Linked DNA regions of Mus musculus: region 1 is linked to region 2. The links are chromatin contacts, called in public promoter capture Hi-C maps. All regions are on one chromosome and are shown on one strand. The core of a region is the stretch at or near the end of the contact, and the rest is flanking DNA. Distances in the headings are between cores, read along the strand shown.

Region 1 (5,278 bases), core at 590-3,089, 440 kb after region 2:
TTCACTTCTCATTCTTTGTTTCTAGGCCTGCTTGATCCTCTGATGTCCAAGGACCATGTCCTCATGCCTCCTGAGCACTCTAATTCATCACAACTATGCGTCCTGAGCACTCAAAGGCTGAAAGGCTTGTACTCGTCTCTGGACTACATTTGTGTATGTAGTCCCACACCAATCTTATGTCTCTTATTATGCAAGATCAAGTACTTTAATTAATTTATATATTTACTTCCTACTTTGTTACTTGTAAGACCTCCAGGAAGAGGGAACATGACATGTTCCTAAGTATGTGGTGCCTCTAACTGTCGAACAATCAGAATCATGCTTTGTTTGGGATCCTTAGGGGTTGCTGAACTACTACCATCTCTCCAGAATGGGCAAAGAATGAACAAGAATGTAGCAGAGGAAATTAAAACATGAAAAAGGGAGAGTTGAGCAGTCACTAAGAGTTAAGTTTTAAGATCTCTGGAGGTCTCTGGATCACAGTGACAATCAGGGAGGAGCCCAGTGCAGAGCGAATAGTTGTGATGAATTAGATGTTAATACCCCAGTCCAGCCTTTTGTGATTGTTCCCTGAGCTTTTTTGAGGACTAGGGAAAGTGCTATTAACTGCTGTCATATATGTGCATACACATTTCACCTCACAACTGTGAAGAATCGAGGTGGAGAGAGATTAAGCATGTTGTTTAGGATTTCTCCAACAGTAAGTGGTAGGAACAGTTTGCAAACTTAAGACTACACTCAAACCTATGCTTCCTTCACTTCAGCTAGATACCGGTATCTTATGAACTGCATAGTCCATATCCCTATCTTCATGATCTTGCTTCACGTGGCCCATTGATGCCTGAAATGCTCCTTTCAGAGTTGAATTTATTTATTTATTTATTTATTTATTTAATGAGTTTGGTCTTGGCTAATAGGACTCAGGACGGGAGAAGGAGAAGCTGTCTACCTTTCATTCACTGAGTCAAGCACCCATTGGCTGTAGTAAGTCATGGGGATATCAAGGAGGGCTGTTAAGAAATGAGTGGGGCTGGTTCTTATCTTTCAAATTCTAGTAGTCAGTGTGGAGGATGCTGAAGTTAAAAGTGATGATGAAACGAACTAGCACATGAACAACAAGGATGTTTGCATTGGAAAACACACTGGCTCACTTTCAGGAGCTTCCCTGACAACAGGACAGGAAAACAAAACAAAACAAAGCAAAGCAAAACAAAACAAACAAACAAACAAACAAACAAACAAAACAGATCTCACTGCTGATTGAGGAGCTGCAGGAGTCCTGGAATTGTTAAATCAGACTCTCCGAAAATGTTTCAGGACAAAGCTGTGTTCTCTATTAGGACACTCCCACCCTTGCAATTCTAGTAAACTATCTCTCCTAATCAATTTGGTAGTGTGTATTTTGCCTGTAATGCTGTGTATGTTATCAGAATGATCGATGGCGCTCTAGCCCTCTACACAGAAAAAAATGTGAGGTCAGACTTAGAATTTGTAGTAATTTTTTTCTATCACCACCTATTCTTCTCTTATGTCCTCCCATTTATCCCTCTGGCTCTGCCTTGGCAGGTAGGGTTGGTTGTCTTTATTTGCTTATACGTGCGTATGCTTAGCTCAGGGCAGGATCCACCAACAGAACCTTCCTGCCCGTGCTTGTCGCAGGCCATCAGAAACAGTGCAGACAGCAGCAGCAAGTTGGGCCTGAATCATGTCTTCCAATCTTGCACAGGCTGCCAAGAGTCATGAGTAAGCTCAGCAGTTGGGTGGTGCAGGCAGCGCAGGCTGGGCGGGGCCAGGCTGGAAGACCTGGGTGTGGTCACAGGTGAGCACAGCTCCCCAGGCAGAGAGCACAGCTTTCACTGCCTCTGAGCTCCTTCGGCTTTTTCCCCCCTTTTGCATCTTGTTTCCCGGGATACCTGCAACTCAAGGTAAGCAAAGGGAGGTCGCAGGGCTGTTGAGTTCTCTCTCAGGGACAAGTCATATAATAGTTAAGGGGTTGACTCCAAATGTTGAAGAAAATGGTTGTGTTTTATCAAGGGTAGCGTGGCTTCAGTATGATGAGCCTCGGTGCCAGCTCCTAAGGTTTTTGTGTGCCCAAAGTGGCTCTGGGGGAACTACCACCACATCGCCACCTACATTCAGAATATGAAGAAGGCAGAGGACAGGAGGCTTGGCTGATGGTGCTGGGGGTTGAGGTTGGGGGTGAGGGGGAACAGCAGTGATTCCGGGAAGACAGCCGGACAGTGAGGAGGTAGGAACCAGGATGTACTCAAGATGCCAATCTTTGAAAGGGTGTGGTAATGAAAGCCTAGAGAAGGTCGAAAAGATAGGAACAGGGGCTTACCTTCGTAGTGGACATTAAGGGGTTGAACTTCTTGTCATTTTAAGCGTTAGATCAGTGCTCATTTTCTGACACCCATGTTCTAGGCAGAAATCAGCCCTCCTTGCTCAGCAAACTTTTAAAAAGTTGTGCACAACATAAATCTTGAACATTTGAGATGTAATGGTTATTGTCTTTTCCTGATGGGTTGTAATAATAATAAGTATGATGATAATAAAACAATGATAACAATAATAGCTTAATGACATTGTTCAAAGATTTCATATTGAAAACTCCATTTAATATAAGTTAATATAATTTGTTTAATTTAATTTAATACAAGTTGTTTCATTTACCCAAATTGGAACTCAGAACTGGGGGACCTTGACCAGTGTTTGCTCAGTGGCAAGGTGGCACATGACTTGAAGGAGAGGTGACTTAAACGGAAGGAGGCCTTCAGACTATTCTCATGACACACGTTCTGAAAACATTTTCTTTCATGTCCTCCTTGTCCCAAGAGGATCTTTAACCAAACTGTGTTACATGCTTCAGTCACCTTCAAGTAAGTGCAAGTGTGGATGAGTTCTGACATGGGTGGAGAAAAGGAACCCTAGCAAAAAGGGAGTCTAGAAAGTGAGTCAGCGGCTTTGTACCATGCTTCCTCACGCCTCATAGGGTGCCATTTCAGTCCCTCCGGGTTTGGGGTTGACTTTGGAGCATGCAGTCTCAGCAGTTTGGGCTAACTAGGTGTGGCCTGGTCTGGCATTGTCTGGCAGTAACCCAGTGGGTCAGCAGTGAAGCTCAAGCTTCAAGGAACCAGGTGTTGCCACGATGGCATAGACTGTATGAGACTATGTATTTAAAATTCTGGTACCAATTTTTCTCCTCCCAGGGTCAGAAAGTGATGCATAAAGGCTGTGTTCTTACGCATTGGGTCATATTATTGCCCTAGGATCAGCCACATCAAAGCTCCAAGGGAGATGGGCCTGGTGACAAATGCTTGGGATCCCAGTCTCTTGGGAAGCTGAGGCAGGAGAATGGCCAAGTTAAAGGTCCAGATGGGAGAGGAAGAGTTCAAATCCAGCCTGGACAACATAGGAAGACTTGTTTTTGTTTGTTTGTTTTAAATACAAGGACTGGGGTCATAACTCCATGGTAGAATACTTGCCATAAAGCTCCAGTTTCAATCTTCAATTCAATAGTGAAAGAAAGAATAAATAAATAAATAAATAAATAAATAAATAAATAAATACCTAAGAGAGGCCTTTGATCATCTGCATTCTGTACAATGAGGCAAGCTAGGCTACAGACTATCCATACAACTCTGATGCTGAAAATCAAACCGTGTTTGAGACAGTATCTTAACTTACTATGTAGTGCCACAAGCGCATTCTGTAGGGCAGGCTGGTCTTGAACTCACACCACTCAAGGCAATCCTCCTATCTCAACCTTCTTGGTCTTGGTATTATAGTATAAACTATCAGGTCTGGCAAATTTTAGTTTTTTTTCCATTTTTTATTAGGTATTTAGCTCATTTACATTTCCAATGCTATACCAAAAGTCCCCCATACCCACCCACCCCCACTCCCCTACCCACCCACTCCCCCCTTTTGGCCCTGGCGTTCCCCTGTACTGGAGCATATAACGTTTGCGTGTCCAATGGGCCTCTCTTTCCAGTGATGGCCGACTAGGCCATCTTTTGATACATATGCAGCTAGAGTCAAGAGCTCCGGGGTACTGGTAAGTTCATAATGTTGTTCCACCTATAGAGTTGCAGATCCCTTTAGCTCCTTGGGTACTTTCTCTAGTTCCTCCATTGGGAGCACGTAGTCCCCCGCCCCACCTCTGTATATGAGAGTTCATATGTGTGCTCATCAGATGAGTGTGGCAGATAGTCTGTAGATAGGATGGACCTATATCATTTAACTGTAGGCATGTAGGACAGCAGTCATAAACTAGGGTGGTCTCAGGCAAAGTGGAATGTATAATTACCCTGCCCATGGGGACCTTTATGTTTCCAGATTGACTACTGGCTTGGTGCTTAATACTTGGGAAATCCTTATGTAAGCTATCAGTTCAGAGAAGTGAGTTTTCTTCCCTCTTTCTAGTGCATGTGCCTCCATTCATTCATTTTATTTTTAATTGAAACATCATTTCCTCCTCTCTATCCTTCCCCAGCCCCTCCCAGGGTGTTTCCCCTCAAATCCCTCCCACGGCCCTCACTGTGAAATTGATAGCATCTATTTATTCTATTGCATTTGTTAGACACACACACACACACACACACACACACACACACACACACACACAGAGAGAGAGAGAGAGAGAGAGAGAGAGAGAGAGAGAGAGAGAACACAGATACACACAGAGACCACATAGAGACCCTCATATCATATATATGCTTCTGTGAGTGGATACAAATATGTTTAAATAGAGCCTGCTGAATATGTTTTGTTTGTGAGTATCTATATGATTTCAAAGCTGGCCACTCTGCATTGGACAGCCAATGAAGGGCATTATCCTTAGAAAGGGCTTCTCCCAGCAGTCAATAGTTCTTTGTCTAGGTATTGAGCCCATCAAACCCTCTCCCCCTTCCATGTTAATGTGTTCATTGATATTTCCATTGTTCTGGTCCTGCTTATGAGGCCATTCATAGGAAAGACTCACAACACTCTTCCCCATATTCTGGGTCTTACAATCTTTCTATCCCTCTCCCCAAAATGTTTCCTGAGTCATAGATATAGGAGCTGTGATGTAGATGTTCATGGAGTTGGGCTTTTCATGATCTGTCAATTTCTCCATTGTGCCCAATTGTGGGTTCTTGTGTTTTCCTGTAATCTGGATTCCTCCATTTGCAGTAAATAGAAGCTTTTTATGTGTGGGGATAATGAGGAGGGGTCTCCAGCTGGTGAGGAGAGAGGGAGTTTAATACAGAGGAGAAAGAGGAGCAAGGGACAAATA
Region 2 (5,932 bases), core at 1,360-3,859:
CAAGACCCAGAAAGCACTGGCATGCTCAGCCAGCACCCTCTCTTCATCCAGTCTAGGATCCAGTCCACAGAATGATGCCACCCACTTCCATGTGGGTCTCCCCACCTCAGTTAACTTAATCAAGATGATCCCCCACCTGAGGCAGGTCCGGAGGCTTTGCCACTCGTGTGAATCTAAGAACTGCCATGTTGACAATCACCATTAACTGTGCATAGCCATTTGTAGTTATATTTTTGGTGTTATGTATAAAGTTAGTTTGTATATTCTTTGTTATGTGTAAATGTTCACTTTTCGAGAATCAATTATTAAAAAGACTATTGTTTCTCTACTAAACTGCTTTTCCCTTTTGCCAAGGATTAACCCATACAGTCTGAGGTCTCTGTTATTTTTTACTGAGTAATTTGTTCTCCCTTCACTTAGATTCCATTTTGATGTATATGTATACATATGTGTGTGTGTGTGTGTGTGTGTGTGTGTGTGTGTGTCTTAGTTAGGGTTTTACTGCTGTGAACAGACACCATGACCAAGGCAAGTCTTATAAAAAAAATTTAATTGGGCTGGCTTACAGGTTCAGAGGTTCAGTACATTATCATCAAGGTGGGGAGCATGACAGCATCCAGGCAGGCATGGCGCAGGCAGAGCTGAGAGTTCTACATCTTCATCCAAAGGCTGCTAATGGAAGACTGACTTCCAGGCAACTAGGGTGAGGATCTTATACCCACACCCACAGTGACACACCCATTCCAACTAGGTCACACCTATTCCAACAAGACCACACCTCCAGATGGTGCCACTCCCTGGTCCAAGGATATACAAACCACCACCACCACACACACACACACACACACACACACACACACACACACACACACACACACACAATATTAGCTTTGTGTGATATATATGTATATATACATACATACATAATATGAAGTTGACTGGTATCAGTCTTCTGATATTTTCTTTGGTGTTAGCTGTGTTTTTTCTTCACCCCAAAATTGCAGAATTGGTCTGTCAAAAAAGTCACAAAATGACTTGGATTTTGGTTAGGGTTATATTGACTATATAGCTAAATGTGGGAAGAGTACACTGTCTATAAACATGGAATATCTCTCCACCTATGTAAATGTTTTCTGATTATTTTAACGACAGCTTTAATGTCTCCTCTTCTAATTGAGAAATTTTTTAAAAGATTTATACATAAGTATTTGAGTTTTGGTGTTAACACTAGTTGTGCTGTTTTTTTAATGTCAAATTCCGGTAGGTGCTACAAAGAAAGCAACTGGCTTTACACTAGCCTGTGTCCTGCAGCTTGGTTACTGGTGAGTTCCTGGGGCCTCACTGTTAATGCTCCGCTGTCTTCCATCTGCAAAGGTGGCGTGTGATTTCTTTCTGATCTGTGTGGTTTTATGCTCTTTTCTTGTGTTGTTCACCTGCCACAACTTCCAGTGTGGTGTTGCGGAGAAGTGGTGAGCCTTTCTGTTGCTGACCCTACAGGGAAATCTTAGCACTGGTAAGCAGGAGTTTAGTTACAGCTATTTTATAAATACTGTATAGAATTAAAGGAATTTCCTTTATTATCTTGCTGTTGTTGTTGTTGTTGTTGTTTTTTCGAGACAGGGTTTCTCTGTGTAGCCCTGGCTGTCCTGGAACTCACTTTGTAGACCAGGCTGGCCCTGAACTCAGAAATCTGCCTGCCTCTGCCTCCCAGGTGCTGGGATTAAAGGCATGAACCACCATGCTCGGTTCTTATTATCATTTCTTATTGTAGTTTTCTTTTGGAATTGAACACCTTTCGTGGTGTTTACTCGTAGTTTGGGTGCATGCTTATGTGAAGTTGCTATTCTTTTACCATTTTTCTAGTGAGTTGCTGTCCTTAGGATAGTTCTTGCACAGGTGGCTGAATATATCATATATATTTTCTCACACTCAGCTGCCTTGCTCTTTCACCTTACTAATATGATCTTTTGATGTGCAAAATATCTTAATTTCAATTAGGTCTCATTTGCCATTCTCTCTGCCTAAGTTTATGCTTTTGTGGACCTAAGTTTAGGCTTTTGTTTTCTTCTGTCCCCGCTTTGTGTATGTGTGTGTGTGTGTGTCTGTCTGTCTGTCTGTCTATACGTTGTTCTCTTTTTGATGCAAGGTTTCATGAAGCCCAGAGTGACCTCTAACTCCAGGTCTTTCTGCTCTCACTTCCTGAGGGCTGGGCGCACCCACACCAGGTTTCTGCATGCTGGGGACAGAACACAGGGCTTCCTATGAGCAAGGCCTGGACTCTGCCAAATGAGCTAGGTCCCCAGCTGTGTTATGGTTTCTGTAGCTGTGGTAAAATAGCAAGACCAAAGGCAACCTGGGGAGAAAAGGGTTTATTTCAGCTTACAACCCTCAGATCCCACTCCATCACAGAGGGAAATCAGGGTAGGAACTCTGGGCAGGAACCTGGACACAGAAATTGAAGCAGAGGGCACGGATAATAATGCTCAGAATTCATTCCATTTCCTCACAGGTTGTACAGATTTAAGAAAGTGTTTGGTTGTGAGCAACAATAAAAGCAAGAAATGAGGAAAGTTGTCTTTGAGTCCTGGAACAGGCGCTTACAATTCATCACAAAGCCACTAGGGGTCAGAGTACGATAGCTGTTTCAAACCGTGAAAACACACAGCAAAGCAGTTTATTCCGTAAAGAGAAAAGAAAAACCCAAAGTGGCTTTGCCAAAATAAAAGCAAAAATATAATATTTTAAGCTATCCTATATTTACACCAATAAAGCTCATTGATTATCAGGTGTGGCTCTACTTTTGCTGTGTTTTGTGAGACGAGGTCCCATGCAGCTCAGGCTGGCTATGTGACTGGAAATGACCAACTCCTGATGCTCTTGCCCCCACTCCCCATGTACTGGGATTTCAGATGTGCACCCTCACATCTGGATGTGACTTTGTTTTTAACTTGAAAGTCAGTGAATCAAAATGCAATTCAAACCTATTATTGTGCATTTCCAGCTTGGCCACTAGAGTGTGTAAATGCAGGTATGTGATGGTCACGGCCCTCAGAAAATGTGTGGCTGAGACAGGAGAGCAAGCAGACAGGAGGCATTCGAACTTGACAGTGCTCTGCCCTTGTTTGCTGTCATATGACTTTAGAAGATTCTAAACCTTCGTGTACCCAAGAAAACTGGCTTCCAGCTCAGCCTTGTTGTGGCTTCAGAAACATTTGAAATTGTTGCTATATGATCTTTTCCATTGGATCATTCCTGGCTCACACAGTGGAGAGAGATGATAATGTCATAACCACCTAGCTGCCAGGTACAGTGGAAAAAGCAGCCGGCAGGTCCCAGCTGGTGCGGCCTTTTAGCATCTTATCAGAGAAGTATTTGATGTGTTCATCCTGTGCATTGGATTGAAGTAACTTTTGGCTAACAGAGTCCACACTTCCCAAGCCCTATGGGATAAAGATGAAAGATGACAGTCAACAACAACAACAAAAAATGTTACAGAACAGGTTTCTCCTGGTTCATTTTTCCAAAAAATATTTATGAACGCTGAGCTCCACCTGTGGCATCCTACGGGCTTCAAAGATCTGTCAAAGAAATAAGACTCTGAAGCTTCAGGACAGTGGGATCTGTGACAGTTGTGAGGGGAGGCCAGGCAGAGGAGGCCAGGCAGAGGGAGAGGAGTCTCCACCACAGAAGGACTAGAGGAGCTGACACGGAGGCTTCAGTTACCTTGACTATGTCCGGGCATCCGGCAATAACACAACTACAATGATTATGCACTTCTGTGATCCACTGTGTCCTGTGTTCCTACAGAAAACAAGACAGAACAAAACAGGAGCATTCCTGTTGAACCCAGCTTAGAACAACACTAGCAAACATAAAAGGGTGTGTCCCATGCTGAGGGTAAGTCCATATTCACACCCACGAGTCATCTTCGGAGAGAAAAACACTCAGGCAAGAGGCCATAGCTGTTAAAACCAATAAAAGATGGAACCAGTGAGGGTAAATGTGACTTGTATTTGAAGAAAACCAAAATAGAATGTCTGGAAACAACAAAAACAAAACAAAACAAAAAAACAAAAACAAAAAACGGGGCTATTTGAACTGCTTCAGGGCTGGGGGTTGGCTAAGCCACTGTTTAGATAGATACAGCTGAGTTTGAAGGCTGGAAGATAGAACCAAGTGGGGATTTGTTACACATGAACGATAGAAAGATCATTATACTCCTGATAGGAATTCAAGAGAGTGGAAAGAGATAGTGTCAAGCCTCAGAAATATAATAAATAAGGTATTTTTAGGATAATTCCTCAGCTCCAAGCAGTAGGGACTCTTGAAAGAGAAACAATGTCATACCCAGACACAAAAACGTAAACCTGCATCTCCTGGGTGGATATGTGGATTAGAGAGAGGGATGAGGGGATTCATGCACAGAGAGAATGGCTGTGTTCTCAGTCTGACAGAAGTTCTCAGAAGCAAAGCACAAACCAACAATGTAACCCCAGTGTAGGCTTCAAAACCCAGCAAGGGGCTGGTGAGATGGCTCCACATGTACAGGTGCCTGTCACCAAGCCAACAACCGGAGTTAAGTCCCTAGGGCCCTCATGATGGAGAGAACTGACTCCCTCAGAGAATTCTCTGATGACTTCCGGTGTGGGTGTGTGCACACTGCGCCCACCTTCATCCTAAGCCCAACACACAAGTCATTCAAAAGTAAAATACGTTCAAGACCAGCCTGGTCTACATAGAGAGTTCCAGGATAGCCAAGTCTACAGAGAGAAACCCTGCCTCACAGGAGAAATTAAAAAAAACTCTTCAGGAAAAGGAACTTCTGGGAGCAGCCTCTACCCATGACTGACAGGACTCGGTATCGATATACTTCATCTTCCAGTTCCTGAGGCACAGGCAGCGTGAGCTCACCAGCTTCTGGCACACTGGCTGACTGCATTCCCTGACATTATTTCCCCAGAGTCTTCGTGTCTCCTGGCTTCATCTCTGGAATCACTCTGAAATCTCTCTCATTCAGAGGGGAAAAAGATCCCCAAAATAGGTATTTTCCTCCAACAGTGGGACACGGTCTTCAATCAAACAAAAATTAAGAGTTTAATCAGGTCTTCCAACCCCTCCACCCAAATACTTGGAAGAAAACAAAAGCAGGCAGAATGTAAAGGTCTGAGTGGGATACGTGTACCCTCTGCTGCCTGCAGTACTTTTTACCCCCAACTCCTGCCTCATAGGAGGAAAGTGGTGAGAGGATGCTGCTGGATGTCTAGTCATCCCACTAATCTCCACCCTGATCCCGACTGGCCGACGTCCCTGTTTCTCACTCTCCAGAGGGTCCCCCAACTCTGTAGAAAGAACAAGCTCCAGGAGAGTTCATCCATTTCCCCAGAGCCCCACCCACCTTCCCAACCATGTCCCCCAGTTGGAGGCAAACAACTATCTTTGGGATTCTCCACCCCCTCTGAATTAGTTTCCAGAGATGAACCCAGAATATGCTATAAGACTATGGGGATGTAATGCTGGGGAGAGAAGTCAGCCAACGTGCCAGAAACTGAAGCATGCTATGCCTGTCTCCGAGGAACTGGGAGCTGAGGTATCAATGCCTGTCAATCATGGGTGGAGGCCGCTCCCCGGACTTCCATTTCCTGGCACTTTGACCAGATGTACAGGTGGCAAAGGAGCCGCAGAGTAACAAAAGGTTCTCAGAACGAGAAACAAGGCACCAGCTGTTGGCAGTGAAGCCGGCCAACACTAAACGGGGAGGGTGGGTATGTGGGCAGGCTCTGGCAGTGTCTGCTGTAGCCCTTCAGTTCTCCTCTCAGGAGATGTCCCTTCACAGATAAACACCCCCTTCAAACTGATGACTGTCTCACTCATAGAGAGTGGGTGATTTTATGTTGCCTGTGAGCATTTTCTTACTGAGTCCCTGGCCCCAGCT

What was found. Promoter capture Hi-C pulls out the DNA fragments that hold promoters and counts their contacts.
Region 1: a promoter capture Hi-C map of trophoblast stem cells shows a contact between it and region 2, with 4 times the contacts expected there. The contact joins the promoter of Serpinb5 here to the enhancer-like site in region 2. A contact is called at or near these places in 15 of 39 promoter capture datasets (the 3T3-L1 cell line, 3T3-L1-derived adipocytes, the C10 cell line and 8 more), 1 of 15 datasets of contacts at CTCF or cohesin (the NIH/3T3 cell line), 8 of 484 Hi-C or Micro-C datasets (CD4 T cells, the G1E-ER4 cell line, the N1E-115 cell line and 4 more), 1 of 115 datasets of contacts at active chromatin or transcription factors (memory CD8 T cells) and 4 of 9 other capture datasets (adipose tissue, embryonic stem cells, liver and 1 more).

The regions. Positions count from the first base shown.
Region 1 is chr1:106,859,336-106,864,613 of GRCm38.p6, forward strand. Serpinb5 (serine (or cysteine) peptidase inhibitor, clade B, member 5) reads left to right here and starts at 1,840. Exons shown (of 7, transcript NM_009257.4): 1 at 1,840-1,925.
Region 2 is chr1:106,422,717-106,428,648 of GRCm38.p6, forward strand. No RefSeq gene overlaps it. Among named protein-coding and RNA genes, the nearest start is that of Gm41928, 98 kb to the right of the region's middle. Within about 2 kb of position 2,610, at least 10 of the 459 cell types and tissues checked have an H3K27ac peak or open chromatin away from gene starts, as enhancers often do. A contact at or near this core is called in trophoblast stem cells, where this site is marked.